Regions from separate parts of the Mus musculus genome. Here region 2 is linked to region 1. A link is a contact called in public HiChIP or PLAC-seq data. All regions are on one chromosome and are shown on one strand. The core of a region is the stretch at or near the end of the contact, and the rest is flanking DNA. Distances in the headings are between cores, read along the strand shown.

Evidence for each region. HiChIP or PLAC-seq counts read pairs in DNA pulled down with a chosen protein or histone mark.
Region 2: a contact with region 1 is called in an H3K27ac HiChIP or PLAC-seq map of embryonic stem cells, with 5 times the contacts expected there. The contact joins two enhancer-like sites. A contact is called at or near these places in 1 of 15 datasets of contacts at CTCF or cohesin (pro-B cells), 9 of 484 Hi-C or Micro-C datasets (cerebellum, cerebral cortex, differentiating embryonic stem cells and 1 more) and 7 of 115 datasets of contacts at active chromatin or transcription factors (craniofacial prominence, embryonic basal ganglia and embryonic stem cells).

Annotation. Positions count from the first base shown.
Region 1 is chr2:59,529,349-59,536,667 of GRCm38.p6, reverse strand. No RefSeq gene overlaps it. Among named protein-coding and RNA genes, the nearest start is that of Gm39831, 21 kb to the right of the region's middle. Within about 2 kb of position 2,792, at least 31 of the 459 cell types and tissues checked have an H3K27ac peak or open chromatin away from gene starts, as enhancers often do. A contact at or near this core is called in embryonic stem cells, where this site is marked.
Region 2 is chr2:60,017,454-60,024,772 of GRCm38.p6, reverse strand. The region is part of intron 2 of Baz2b (bromodomain adjacent to zinc finger domain, 2B); the gene reads left to right. Among named protein-coding and RNA genes, the nearest start is that of Gm13572, 16 kb to the left of the region's middle. Within about 2 kb of position 2,987, at least 65 of the 459 cell types and tissues checked have an H3K27ac peak or open chromatin away from gene starts, as enhancers often do. A contact at or near this core is called in embryonic stem cells, where this site is marked.

The sequences.
Region 1 (7,319 bases), core at 1,543-4,042:
CTGTACCTCACCTGGGCAATAGGCTATAGCTGGCCCTGGTTGTGGGGTTGATGTTGAGACATCCCTGAGGGCATGAAAGCAGCTGACCAGCTCAGATGCCTCTCAATCCCAGACCCAGGGCTTCGAGTCAGTCTGCCTCAGCATCCAGCCCATCTATGAACTGCTGGCGTGCATGAAGGGACCGGTCCTACAGATCCAAAACTACAGGATCTCCACGGCACTGGGCAACAGCAGGATATCCAAGAGAAATCTCAACAAGACTCCAGTACTGATAGAGTAGCAGAGGGCAGAGGACTTGTACCAGACTCATTGCGATGAACATTCAAAAGCCGATACAGTGGGACACGCTGTGACACACTACAGCTTCCACAATGAGACTATTTTTTCTCTGGGGTAGGTTGCACGAGTGGAGGGCAGTTATGAGGGGTGGGGGAGATGAGTGCGATTGGGGGACATGATGTGAAATTCACAAAGAACCAAGAAAAAGTTTTAGAAGGGTTGGGGGTGCAGACACCAAGAAAGGCCTCTTGATGTCAGAGTGAAAGGGCACCCAATGGCAGGGCAGGAAGAAGTCCCTTAGCAGGAAACAAGCCAGGGTACGTTCATCTAGACCGTGCCCGTCTCTAGGATGCTGAGGGACTGGGTGTGATTTAAGCCACTTGGTCTAAACTATTTTGTCGTAACAACTTCAACCAGCAAAGACACGCTGATGAAGAAAAACTGAGTGTCTATTATTTGAATTTTTTTTTAAAGGATATTCAGCTTTACCTTCCTAATTAAGCATTTTCTGACAGGTAAAACCTTTTGTGTTAACATCGACGACGGTAAGCTGTGTGACGTATCAGGTCCCAGCATATCCAAAATCCAATACAAAACCATCAGTGAATTCCTCTTCAGTTTGTCATTATTAGTTTCAGAAAACAATCTCATTGTATCGATTCATTCTGGCTACTCTATAGAGGCCTTCTAGGGGAAAAAAAATCTAAACAAACCAAAAATAAGACCTGATAGGATAGTAGCCAAGTCTGGTGACCTGACTGTATTCCCAAAGACCTACATGTGAACAAGCTGAGTTTTGCAAATTATCCTTTGACCTACACACACATACCCATGCCCTTCCTTCTTCACAATGAACACACACACACACACACACACTTATGAATAAGTGTATAAAAATTATATATAAATATATATTTAAAATATTTTTAAAGAACTTACAGCTATAGTGTTGGGAACAATAGGGCCATGTGACCGTGACCTCAAATCCACAAAAGATAGTAAGATTAAATAAACAATTCAGAGACTCTTTGAAGGACCCAAAGGAGTTACCTGTGGCCGGTAGCACATGTCTAGGGTCCCAGCTTTTTTGAAAGCTGAGGCCCAAGCATCACTTGAATTAGGAGTTCAAAGCAGCCCAGACAACACAGTAAGATCCTATCTACACAGCATGAGCTCATCGCAAAGTCAAAGTTGTACAACCAGCACCAGGACAATGATCCAAAGGAGTCAGCCATCATGAAATGTTTTGCTGTGTTATTAAATTTTTAAAAGCTAGGCATGGGATTATATGCCTGTAATTTTGAAACTCTGGAAGCAGAGGCAGGAAGTTTGTAATTTTGAGGGCAGTGTGGGCTACATGCAACACTTGGTCTCAAAACAATTTTAATTTGTACACTCATACCCATACTGGTATTATTCATAATAGCTGAGAGAGAGAAACATCCCAAGAAACTCTGATATGTAAATGAATATGTGAATAGATAGATAACTTCATAGGATTAAGAAAAGAATCCTACTGTGTGCTCAAGTCTATAATGACCCTAGCATGAAGGAGGCCCCCTAGAGTTGTGTGATGTATTTCAGTCACAGTGTCTCTAAGAATCCCCAAGAGAGACCAACACAAAATGCTCAGGCCCCAGCTGGCTCTTCAGGTAGTCCAGAGTGTGGTGGCCCAGAAAATGAGGAAAGAGGAGACTTTTTGTTTTGGTAAGACACGAACAATTTGGACAACACAGGTTGTAGCAGCGGTGGCTGCGGGGGAGGCATCAAAGTTAATACAGCAAAGCCACAGGAGCCCAGCTGGCAACTCTGAAGGGAGCTTTGAGTCACAGTGGTGGGGGTGTTGTGTCAGGAAGGACAGGCGAGCTGCTGTTGCTGCTAGGCTGCGGCCACAGATAAACAGGTTGTCACGTGAACCTCCAACAGGGCCTCTACTCAGAAGTGATTTTCCTACTGTTTGGGAACACCTAGGTTTCTAATTGCTCCTTTAATCACTTAGAGACAATTAGAAGTGCAGTGAATCTGCAGCGCCCTTGGGTTCCAACCTCTCATTCTCAGATTAGACAACAGCGCTGTAAAGACTTCATATGCCGCACACTGCCACACTCGAGCAGACGCTTGGCTTTGATCTGCGGGGCCTCTGTGGATGGAGAGGGACCTCAGAGTGGAAAGGGCACCTGAGAGGGAAGCCAGAAGATTCCAGAGGCAAGAGGCCCCATATCACAGTTAAGGTAGTTTCTCCTTTCCCATGAGCGCTATGTTCCGCTCCAGGAAGGGGCTCCTGAGGAGGTGACATATCTTCCTATAAAGGACTCGGGAAAGTCTTTCTAGAGGGAAGGACTTGAGCAGGTTTTGAAGGGTGAATAAGAGTTAGGCAAGAGGAAAGAATAGTAAACTCTGAGATTCTGGGTGCTCAAGGTAGAGTCTAGAGAGGGGGTACCAGGAACACTGTGTCTGGTATCCTACAGGAGGGCCCTAGGCCAGGCTGAAGAGCCGCGTTGCCTCCAGTCGCACACAAAGCCGACCAAGGAGCCGTAAGCAGCCTGTGGAAAAGGATTCTGTGTTGAGGGGGAGACGCCTCATACAGGGCAAGTGGCAGTGGGAGAGAGTGGGGGTGGGGACACCAGGGAGGTAGGTGGCTGTTGCAATCCCTAGGCTGTGTCTCATGAGTGAGAGAACTTGCCAGGACAAGCCAGGCAGGGGGTGGGGATGCTCAGCCTCATCTTCTGCATCCATCTGTCCCTTCGCTCACAGGGGGCCTCCTCCCCCACGCCAGCAGAATTTGTGATGTTCTGCAGCCATGGCCAAGGCTCAGAAAGGCCTGTGATGAGTACCACCAAGGTCCGGGGGCGGGGTGGGGTGGGGTGGGGGGAAGCTACCTGCTCTTTTGTGTAACTACAGCACACACATGCGCCATAGTTAAAAGGTTAAACGAGTGGGCAGAGATGCTTCCAGTCAGGGTCATTTTACATCATGAAATTCTAGCTGGAAGTAGATAAAAGGACACTCTAAAGTTGCATTAAATGTGGGCATTTGCCCCCCAAAGATGCCTTCCTCCATCACAGATCATGCTGCTAAGCATGTTAGAAGGAGCTAAAGCTGGGTCTGACTTCCATGGATCCAGGCAAAGGACCTGTGGCTGGAGCATCGACCTGATTCCAGGTGCCAAGCTGATGTGTTCAGTTCTTGGCTTTAGGGCTAATGGAACACTGGCTTCAAGCCGTTGAGGCTATGAGGGGAGTTCTATCTTCTAGACCTCCATCTTGGCAAAGTGCTGTGCTCAGCCAATGAGGAGGGAAGCTGGAGGCTTCTCCCTGGAATATAAGCTTGGGGTGTAGATGCTTGTGAGCCACGAGGCATGGGTACTGGGAACTGAGCTCAAGAAGGGCAGTACTTGCTTTTAACGGCGCTTTGTTGCTAAGAGTTAAAAATTGGGTAAAGAAAAGACTTAGGGCAAGGCCAACTGAAAAATTTGTCAATGGTCTGGAATAAAGATAGCTTCATGGCAGAGTGCTTGCTTGGCATGAGTCAGTCCTCAGCACAGAGGAAAAGATGATAACACATTGGGTAAATGCGCCCACCTGCCTCCCAAGCCTGAGGGGCTAAGCTGGATCCACAGAACACGGCTGGGAAGGAGAGAAGCGACTCCTGAAGAGGTCCTCTTCCCTCTACGTGTTCTCCATAACACATGCATGCCCACGTTCACTGCCCCCCACAACCAAAAATAATAATAATAAATAATTTAAAATTTTTATTAAGACATATTAATGAGTTAGGCATAGTGGCATGTGCCTTTCTTTAATCCACTCAGGAGGCAGAGGCCTGAGGATCTCTGGGATTTTGAGGGCAGCTACAGAGCAAGTTCCAGGACAGCCAGAGCTACATAGAGAGACTTTGTATTTAAAAAAGAAAAAAGGGCATATTAATGACTCACCAGATTGCTGTAATGTCATGCCTTGACTAGAGAAAAGAGGTAATAATAATAATAATAATAATAATAACAGCTATTATTTTTCCAAGCTCTTTAAACTTATATAAGCTACTTAATCTTCATCAAAATTGGTAAAATTATCCTTATTTTACAAAAGATTAAATTGAGAAGTTCATTGTGTCACAAAATCAAGAGAATGGAAAGGACCTGAAAAATATATACTATATGGCATCCCACTGTCTCTTGGGAATTAAAAAGAAAGAAAGAAAAAGTGAGAGAGAGAGAGAGAGAGAGAGAGAGAGAGAGAGAGAGAGAGAGAGAGAGAGAGAGAGAGCAACAACAGCAACAACAACGAACCAATTGCACGCTATTATAACCTGTGCAATGCCTCCCATGGTGGCTGGCTTTATGATTGATGGAGAGGTGTAAGAAGTTACTTTAAGGTTTTACAGATACTTCACTGGGAACTAAGAATCAGAGTTTAGGGGTCCTGTGCTAACTAATGCTGGGATGGAGCCCAAATAAATTCATCACTTACTCCAGAAAACTCTTAGTCCTGAAAGAGCAGGAGTGGAGTCAGCTGAGAGGTTTGTCAGTAACTGCTACATCTTGTTCATCAAGCATTTCCTAGACCCCCATAGCCTTGAACCCATGAATGCAAATTTTGATGCCTCCTCATTCCAACCAGTCCCCTCCTTCCTAAACTTACCTGAGCCGTGCTGGAAATGATGGGAAGTTTGTGAGCCATGCTAAAGCATGATGGGAACTTTGTTGAGGTCATGCCCTCCCCCAGCTTTGCTTCATCAACAACTTTTCTTTTCTCTTAATTTTTGGCGAGTTAACTGTTGGCACTGTATATATTTAACTGTGGTTCTGGTGAAGTTATTGCATTGTCAGTAAGATAGCCAAATCTTGGGGGAGATACTGTAGGTATAAAGTGTATGTGTAGGAATTCTTACTGTGGCAGAGAGGTGTACCCCAAAAACAACCTACAAATATACAAAGGGGCAAGGGTCGGGCAAGGGCACTGCTGCCCTATGGCAGAGCCATCGATAACTATAATGCCTGACTCTGGCACCTCGAGTACTCAGCCACCCACACAGCCACACAGGTGCCAGATTCTACCATGAAATGTATCATGAGCCCCTGTCATCTGCTCTTAAGGGCAACGCAGAAAAACTGTACAGGCAGAGGTAACTCTACATCTAAGAAGACAGACCAGAGGCTTTCAGCCTTACTGGATTTAGGTGGACAGACCCTTGGTTCCCACAGAGACCGTGCCATTGGGAAGGGTTAGCTAATCATCATTCAACCTCATGCCCTGCAGGGATCAGGGAAGGAAGAAAAACTGAAATGACAGTGGAGAGTAAAGATAGAAACAGCAGTAGAAAGAACTGGCAAGTTGGGAGTCAGTCTGAGTCATGAGTGCAGAGTCACCAGGTTTGGAACAGCAGATGCTCAGTTCTCCTGGGCACCATGAGGTATCGGAGTCACAGAGCAGCTGGTACATCCCAGACAGCCACAAACCCTGTTCCAGTTCTCCTTGAAGCCATTGGCCTTGGTGATGATGCACTGAGATGATGATGATGATGACGATGACAGTGATGATGGTGATGATGACAATGATATAAAAATATAAAACATGTAATTTCACATTGACGTGAAATTTAACACAATACTATTTATAATTTTTTTTCAGAGGTGCTGGAGGGCAAACCTAGGGACTTGAGCATGCTAGGCAATTGTTCCACCACTGAACTACACTCTCATCTCTGCGTTGATCTTAAGTGAGAAGTTCCAGAATTTTGAAATGCACATGTAGCCATATAAATACCAACCAGGACATGAGAGGTCTTTTTCACAACCCCCAAAAGTTACGCTGTATCCCTTGACAAATTAGCATGCCTGTTCTTATTTTTGTGTACAGTGTCCTTTTAAATCTGGCTGCTTTCTGTGCAACATAAATTACTTTCTTTTTTGTTGTCTGTTTCATTGTAGGGATGGTTACAGTTTGTCTTTCATCCTGCTGATGGCTATTTGAATTATTTCTACTTTAGAGCTGTTAAGAATAAGGCTGTTATTAGACACTGCTCAGAGGAGAAGGGGAAGGGGGTGATGGTCGGGTGAAAGTGGACCCCTCAGCTCCTCCCTGCTGCCATGTGCCATGGGCTGTGCTGTCCAGCTGTAGAGTTACTGGTACTGTACAATAACTCTAACGTGGCTTGTGTGTGGCAACCGTGGAACTGCAGTGGGAACCTCTGAATGCTGGAACGCCAGGGTCTTGGGATGTCTGTCAAGGAAAGCTTCAGGCATGGCCCTGGGTGGTTCGGGTTCCTTCTGGAAAGGTGTTGAGTTGTCAGGCTTGGCTGGCCCATCCTCACTCTGTTGTGTGGTCTGGGCAGCCAATTATCCAGCATCTGAACTTGGACTATCCAGTCCACTGCAACTCAGGCTTTCGAGAGGCCTGACAGTGAGAATATTTGAACGGTGCCAAAGGGCAGCAAAGAATGCGGTGTGTTACGAATGAACGGCTGCCCTGGGATTCGAGGTATTGAGGTCGGCGATACAAAGGACTAAGGAAAGCATGTGTGTGTGTGTGTGTGTGTGTGTGTGTGCGCGCGCGCACGCACATAACTCTGTATGCAGCAAAAGGAGCGAGCTGAGGTTCCCTAAAGCTCAAGAGAGAATGAATGGGGTAGAAAGAACCGTGCAGCAGGAGAACTGCCAGAGGGGCCCCTTGGGCTGAGGAAGTTGTTTAATGTGCAACTGGCAAAGGGCAGAGAGCAGCCTCTGGAAGTACTTACAGGACAGTGCTAGCATTGAACTTGACGCCACCAGCCTCCTGTGGGCTGTGTGCTCTGGGCTCCTAACGACTAACACAGGCACTGGAAGCTGGGGTTTGTCTCACTTGAAAGGCTTTGGTGTTTACCCCGAGGTTCTGGTCCCAAAGCACCAATTTTACAAAGCCACGCAATGAGAGGCAAGGCTGTTTCTTCAAACCCCCATGCTTCTTCACCCAGCCTTAAATAACGCCAACAGTGGGAACCATAAAGGTCTACCCCTTTTAGCCTTCTGTCTTCTTCTGGCATTAATATTCAATAAAAGCAGT
Region 2 (7,319 bases), core at 1,738-4,237, 490 kb before region 1:
GGTCACATTGAACTTAGGAACACATGACGTTGACTTATTGAGGTTTTCTGTTCTTCCTTTGGCAAATCAAAGCAGTTTTCTACTAAAATGTCTAGCTGGAAGTATGCTAGGCCCTCCCTCTCATGAAGCTCTTTCAAGTATAATTAACTCCATTTTATTGATTTAGAAACTAAGGCTCAGCTGCCATTGCTGCATGCTGTATAACACAAGGAATCTGGGAAAGAGAGGGCAGTAAAAAATCATAGTAACCAGCAGCTTCGTGGGCAGACAGACACTCAAGCTCTCTGTAATTAGAAGCTGGGGAGTTGTGACCTGGAATTAGTCAGATACAGCTGTAGGGATAAAATACAGAGGGGGCTACTGTGCAGCTAGCTTTCTTCAGTTGTCCTGGATCTGTTTCATCCAGTTGATGCCAGTTGCCTCCATCGTGCCACACTGTGGACCTCAGGTGCAGCGGAGGGGCCGTGTTGCACCACAGATCCCTTGGCTCTCAAGACCCCTCCTGGGTCTGTTGACAAGAAAGTTGGTGATAGCATCACCAAGGCACTAGTAACTGAAAGAAAAGGTCTGAAGATTAGGGTGAAACTGACCGTCCGGAACAGACAGACCCAGATGCCTGATCATCAAAGCCCTGAAGGAGCCACCAAGAGACAAAGAAGCAAGAGAGCATTAAACACAGTGGGAACGTTACTTTTGACAGATTGTCCATGTTGCCCAGCACATGTGTACCAACCTTTAGCCTGAGAACATCTGGAACTGTTGAGGTGGCCCTCAATACTGCAGTGTATCGGCCGCAGTGTGGATGGCTGCCATCCTATGACATCATAGATGATGTCAGCAGTGACACAGGGTATGTTCAGCTTATTAAGAAGCAGCTAGCAAAAATATTATAGGACTAAATTTAAAAAACAAACAGCTGGTGGGTCCGTATGATGGCACTCAGCGTTTGGGCTATGGAAGGGAAGCGTCTCAGATATGAAATGAGCCGGAGCACCATTGAGAAGGCAAGGGTGGCATGGTACTTGTTAAGAAATACTCTGGTAGCCTCTTTAGGTGGCAAGGAAAGTAGCTCATGGGAAAACAAACAAAAAGACAGTATGTACTCAAAGTCTCAGAGAATAGAAAAATCTCAAAAGGATAGGTCTGAGGAAAAGGACCTGGGGTTAGCCCCTGTCCCAGCCCATCTGTGCTGCTTAGCTTCGGTCAGCTTGATACAAAACTAAAGACATCTGGGGAGAGGAAGCCTCAGTTAAGAAATTGCCCTGGGGGCATGTGTGTAGGGCATTTTCTTGATTACTAATTGGTGTGGGAGGTCCCGGCCCACTGTAGACAGTGCCTTCCCTAGGCAGGTAGGCCTGAACCACCTTACATACGAGGAAGTTGGATGGGAAGGAAGCTGGGTAAGCCAGTAAGCAGGCTTTCTGCATGGATCCTGCTTCCAGGTTCCTGCCTTGAGTCCCCTGACGATGGACTGTAATCTGTAAACCGGAGTGGGCCCTTTCCTCGCCAAGTTGCTTTTGGTAGGTGATACAGCAGAAGAGCAGTGCAGCTCAGCAGTCTTGTTTAACTTGCTCTCTGGTTCACAGCCTTGGTTGTGGGATGAAACAGAACTTGATTAGGTTATAACATCTCTCAGAGGCAAGTAACGTGGTAAGTTTCTACAGCCATTATTTCTGTGAGTCCTGCCTTCTTAAGTTTTGTTTTTGTTTTTTGTTTTTTTGTTTTTTCATTAGGGTAGGGGTGTAATGACTTTTCGGAATCAAAGCTAGGGTCTTTTACACATTAAACTGACTTATATGCCAGTCCCTGTGTTTTCAACAGTATAATGTGTGATTTTTTTTTCCTACTTTCTGAATAGAAGTGGATGGAAGTTGTAAACTGGTTTTATGAAAATTTTTATCATTATTTGATTATATGAAAGTTAAAAGATTTTCTTTCCTGCAAAAAATCACAAATTATTGGTAACTAGATAGATCAATATTTTCCAATGCATTAGATTATATTTGCAGTGACCCAGAATATTTTGGTGCTTAAAAGAAGAGGTCCTATTATATAGATTTATGATCTCTTAAGGAATTATGACCCACAATTTTTAACCCAGTATTATACCTATGACTATTCAATAAATATGTTTCTAAGCCTTGAAGTCTAGGCTTGGTAGCCATTGTTTGAATTAGTAGCCAGTGTTTTCTACATTTTTGCTTTGACCAGTGGGAAAGATTTTCATACATACAGATATGGACGAGCAGATTGTATTTCTATTTTAGGAATACACACACATGTATATGTAACAACAATTAAAAAGTCATGAATTTCAAGGAGACCAAAGGCGGTAATACATGGGAGGTATGGAAAGGAATAGAAGAGGAAGGAAAAGTAGTTATACTATAATCTCCAAAAAAAAAAAAAAAAAAAAAAAAGAAAGAAAGAAAAAAAGAAAGAAAGAAATTATTTTAAAAAGATGTTCTTCTGGAATTCTGACGTAAAGTCTCCTCCTGTTGAGAGACTTGGGGCAGTGCAGCCATTGGCGTCCTCAGCACAGTGAGCGGGCAGGTCTTCAGCTCGCAGTTGCTGCTGCTGTTCTCTGTGCCACTCTCTGCCTGCTGTTTATTCTCCAATCACAGTGGGACTGTGAATTTGGGAAATAGAGAGCAGCATGTGTTTATTTGTGGACCCTATGCCAGTGATACCTGGATTTAAACAGTGTTGCAAAAGCACAGAACTTTTGTGATTTTTTTTTTTTAAACTAGGGCTGTTTTGATGAAAATGTGTGAGAAATGATGAAATACGTAATTGGGATCACTTGGTATTAACTTTTGAGTAGCTAGTTTAAATGGACATTTTATGTCAGCTAAATTTCACTTAATGGAGTTCCTTGATGGTAGTCAAATACACACATTGCAGAAGGCATGCAGCATGGTCAGGCTTGCAGCATGGTCAGGCTGCAGCTCTGTCATGGAGGAACTGCTGCTTCACGTGATTTCGGCATCGGTTCTCAGGAAAACTTGACTAAGGCAGTCCCTTCCCCAAAGCTGCCAGTCCACCCTCTGACAACCTTAAGCCTCCTAATGCGGAACAGATTTTCTCATGCACGATGTCAGCCATTGAGGTCAGGGTGCTGTTCAATAGTATTTTCAACAAGGATGTTGTTACAGTTATTAAACACTTGAAGTATTAGTGATGTAGCTTAAAATTACTGTTTTAATCTCCAGTTCAATTTATGCATGCGATTAATAAAAGCCCTACTGGATAAAGCATATTTATATATTATTTTTTGTTCTGTTTTTATGTGTTTTGTTGCTTGAGGTGTGGTCTCTGAAGCCCAGGCAGGCCTCAAATTTATGGCAGTTTTCAGCCTTAGCCTCCCAAGTGTTGAGCTCATGTGTAGGAGCCACCACGCCTAGCTGTACGCATTGATGGTCTTTTGTTTCCTGAGAGGGCGGAGTGTGGTGTTGCCTAGCCTGACCTTGAGCTGTATATTGAAAGTGACTGGAACGGTGATCCTCCTGCCTCTGTCTCGAAAGTGCTGAGGTTATCAGCCGCCACACCTGGTTTATATCTTGACCAGATCCAATCCAGAACTCAGTGTATACAAGGTAAGTATTCTACCAGCCAAGCCACACCTCCACCATTATGTGTTATTTTGGGCACACTGATTTGTGTTATTAAAAATATTTGCTGTCCTGTTGAGTTCCATCCTTAAATATTGCAGTTAATTGTAACAAAGGGATGTGCTTTTAAGTAGAGTTGAAGGCATAGCCACAGAGAGAATTATTTCAAATAATTTCTGGATGTTATAGTGTGATTTTTTTTTTTTTTAACATCCTAAAAGAATATATTCTGGGCTGGAGAGATGGCTCAGTGGTTAAGAGCGCTGACTGCTCTTCCAGAGGTCCTGAGTTCAATTCCCAGCAACCACATGGTGTTTTATAACCATCTGTAATGGGATGCAATGCCCTCTTCTGGTGTGTCTGAAGGGACCAACAGTGTACTCACATTCATATATATTCTGAGGGTCAAAAGCACTGTGTTTACTGTGTTAATGTAGCTGTACTTATTCTGAAGCTGTTGGTTGCTGATTGTAAGATTAACAGGTGGTAATGGATTGACTTCTAAAAAGTATCAAGAACTGTGTGTGTGTGTGTGTGTGTGTGTGTGTGTGTGTGTGTGTGTCTGAACTGAGATTTTTGGCAAATTAAAAATAAGGACTGTAGTTATAAAAATAAAAGTTTGTTTTGTGAGTTTGAACTGAAAGTGTTGGTGTGGTGTTATTAAAAATGCTATAGTTACTTTTATTTACTCATTTTCCTTGTACAACGTGTGGCCATTCTAGCATAGACTTGAGAGAATACCAATTCCCCTGTCAGGATTTTACATCTTAATAATAACAGCAGCAGCAGATGTTACAGTAGATCTTGGCTACTTTTTTTTTTTTGCTATAATAAATTACCTTGACTAGAGTCACTTAAGAGAGAAAAGAGGGGCTGGAGAAATGGCTCAGCAGTTAAGAGCACAGACTGCTCTTCCAGAGGTCCTGAGTTCAATTCCCAGCAACCACATGGTGGCCCCCAATCATCTGTAATGGGATCTGATGCCCTCTTCTGGTGTGTCTGAAAACAGCTACAGTGTACTCATATAAATACAATACATAAATCTTAGAAGAAGAGAGAGAAAGGAGAAGGATCCATGGTGTGTGGGGAACCTAGGGGGAGGAGCTTGAAGCAGTGTGCTTGTAGTCAAGAAACAGAAAATAGCTCACTTCCTCTTTTCTACTCAAGTACAATATTAGTTTAAGATGCATAAATAAGAGTACACACACCTAAGATGTTCCCAAGAATATAAGACATGTACTGGCTACTTTTTGTGTCACCTTGACATAAACTAGAGACATCTGCAAGGAGGGAGCCTCAGTTGGAGGACAGTTGCCTCCGATAGATTGGCCTTCAGTTGAGAAAATGCGCCTACTAGAGTGCCTTGTGGGTAAGATTGTGCGAGTTCTGCCCCTTTGTTTTTTGTTTTGTTTTATTTGATTAATGGTTGATGTGTGTGGACCCATTCCACTTGGGGCTGTGCTACCCCTGGTCAGGTGGTCTTGTGTGGTCTAAGAAGCAGGCTGAGCAGTTCAGGGGGTGAATGCTAGAAGAAAGCAGTCCTCCAAGGCCTCTGCTTCAGTTCCTGCCTTGAGTTCCTGTTCTGACTCCCCTCAATGATAGACTGTGATCTAGATTTGTAAGGCAAAATAAACCCTTGACTCCCTGAGTTAGGTTTAGTCAGGATGTTCTATAGCATTACAAACCCAGCTCTACTCATATAAGGGTCCAGATTGTTAGACATATTTATCCAAGTTCATGATTGTAGTCAGATAAAACATGCCCAGTGCAGTGACGGTTGGGGAACTGACTTCTTCCTGTTTTCTGTTGTCACTGTACCGAGGATGTGGGCACAGAGACCTTCCTCTTGGGTAGTCAGATAAACGCTGAGTTTTGAGGGACAGTGAAGAATCTGACGTGTGGGTGTAAGGCAGGGGAGGGAACACAGGCCAATGCAATAGGGCTTAAGGTAAGGTTTTGGGAATGGAGTGAATGAGCTGGTAGGTGACTCCAGCTGTGGTCGTAGTCTGCTTGGAGAATACGCAGTTTTGAGAAGCTGAGGGCATAACTTAGTGAGTTCAGCGTGCACTTGGCCCTGGGCTCAGTGCCCTGCAGTGTGGAAAGGAAAATCACAAGAGCCCCAGCCCAAGAAGCTTGTGGTTCTTTCGTGACTATGGGGAGGAGTAAGGTTGTACCATCACAACGAGTCTGTACCAAAGATGAGGAGAAGAGGGGTGTGAGATGACCAGTCAGGCAAGAACAAAACTGGAGAGAGTGACGTGATACTGACAGCACCAGATGGCTGCAGTAGATGGAGAGAATTTGATTCATTTTGGTAAGGTTTGGTTGTGCTTAGATCAGACGCATCCACATTAGTAAACTTTAGTGTGTGAACGGATTCTGCCGCTATTTTTCGACTACTGTGGTATAAACTTTCCTGCGAAATAGTCTGCTTACCCTAAGGCTTAAACTAGAAAGTGTGACAAGGGAGAGATTTGACTACCTTACAGGTCTCATTTTAAAGTTTTATCTGTTTTGATTCACTCTTTTCAGCTATGGAGCTTAGCAATAAGTAAATGTGTAATATTCACAAAAAGAACTAAGAAAAAGGGTTTTTGCTCCATATTAATCCCTAGTATTTATGAAACTTCGGGAAAAGTTAAGAATCATACTCTGCCCTAAAAAGCAAAACAAGGAAAAACCAGTAGTTTAATTGAAGCTCTTACCTTACTGTCTAGGAAAAAGCAAAACAAAACAAAACAGATTATTTTTCTGGTTCTCTCCCCAAAGTAGTAGCTTTTCCTGAATGGTGAAGCTTGAATCCATTTGATGAAAGGTGTACATTTCATTGAAAATTCCTTATTTCTGTCTAGAGTTCAGCTTTTCTATGAATTTATTCAGCCTCAAGTTTTCTCGGGTTCTTGTATCATCAGGTTTATGTGTTTAGCGAAAAATGTAAATTCTGCAGCCATTCTGTCTATACCTTAAGATATCAGCTCTGTGTCCTCCAACCTCTCCATCCAAGACGATTACTGAGAAAGTTGGAACCTGCTATTCACCCATATGCCCTCAAGTCTTTGCTGATAAATGTGTATTCTCATTTTTTACTGATGTCTCTTCAAGTTTCTTAATACTATTGAATAATTCACTGAGTCTCTCTCTCTCTCTCTCTCTGTATGTGTGAGCGCGCACACACAAGTTCCATGTGTACGCATATGTGTTTGTGTTTCTTACCTATGCCATTTTTAATTTGTTCTGGATAACTTATGTGAGAATCAAGAATTACGAATGTATGGTAGGGCCTTGAGGTGGTGGTCTGAGCCTTTAATCCCAGAGGAGGCACTGGGATTACAGGATAGCCAGGGTTATGCAGAGGAACCCTGCCCAGAAAAACAAACAAACACACAAACAAACAAACAGATGCTGTGGTAGGCCAAGACGTCCATTCATTACTAGAGGAAAGTTTAAACGTAAGCCGGGAGGAAATTGTCTCGGCACTCTGCTGTTGATTATTAAACAATGATAGTGCCGGCCAACAACATGAATGAGCTGCTTTTCAAAATACATCTGGTCCTTTAGTGGGAAATTGTTAAATGTCCTTGTCATTTTGTGATTCTCTTTGTTAACGGGGATTGAGAAGAAAGCTCTAGAGCTGATGATCATTTATGTACTTTTGCACTATTCTGAGCGACTGTCCCCACCAAGTGCTACCCACTGGCCAACCAGGAG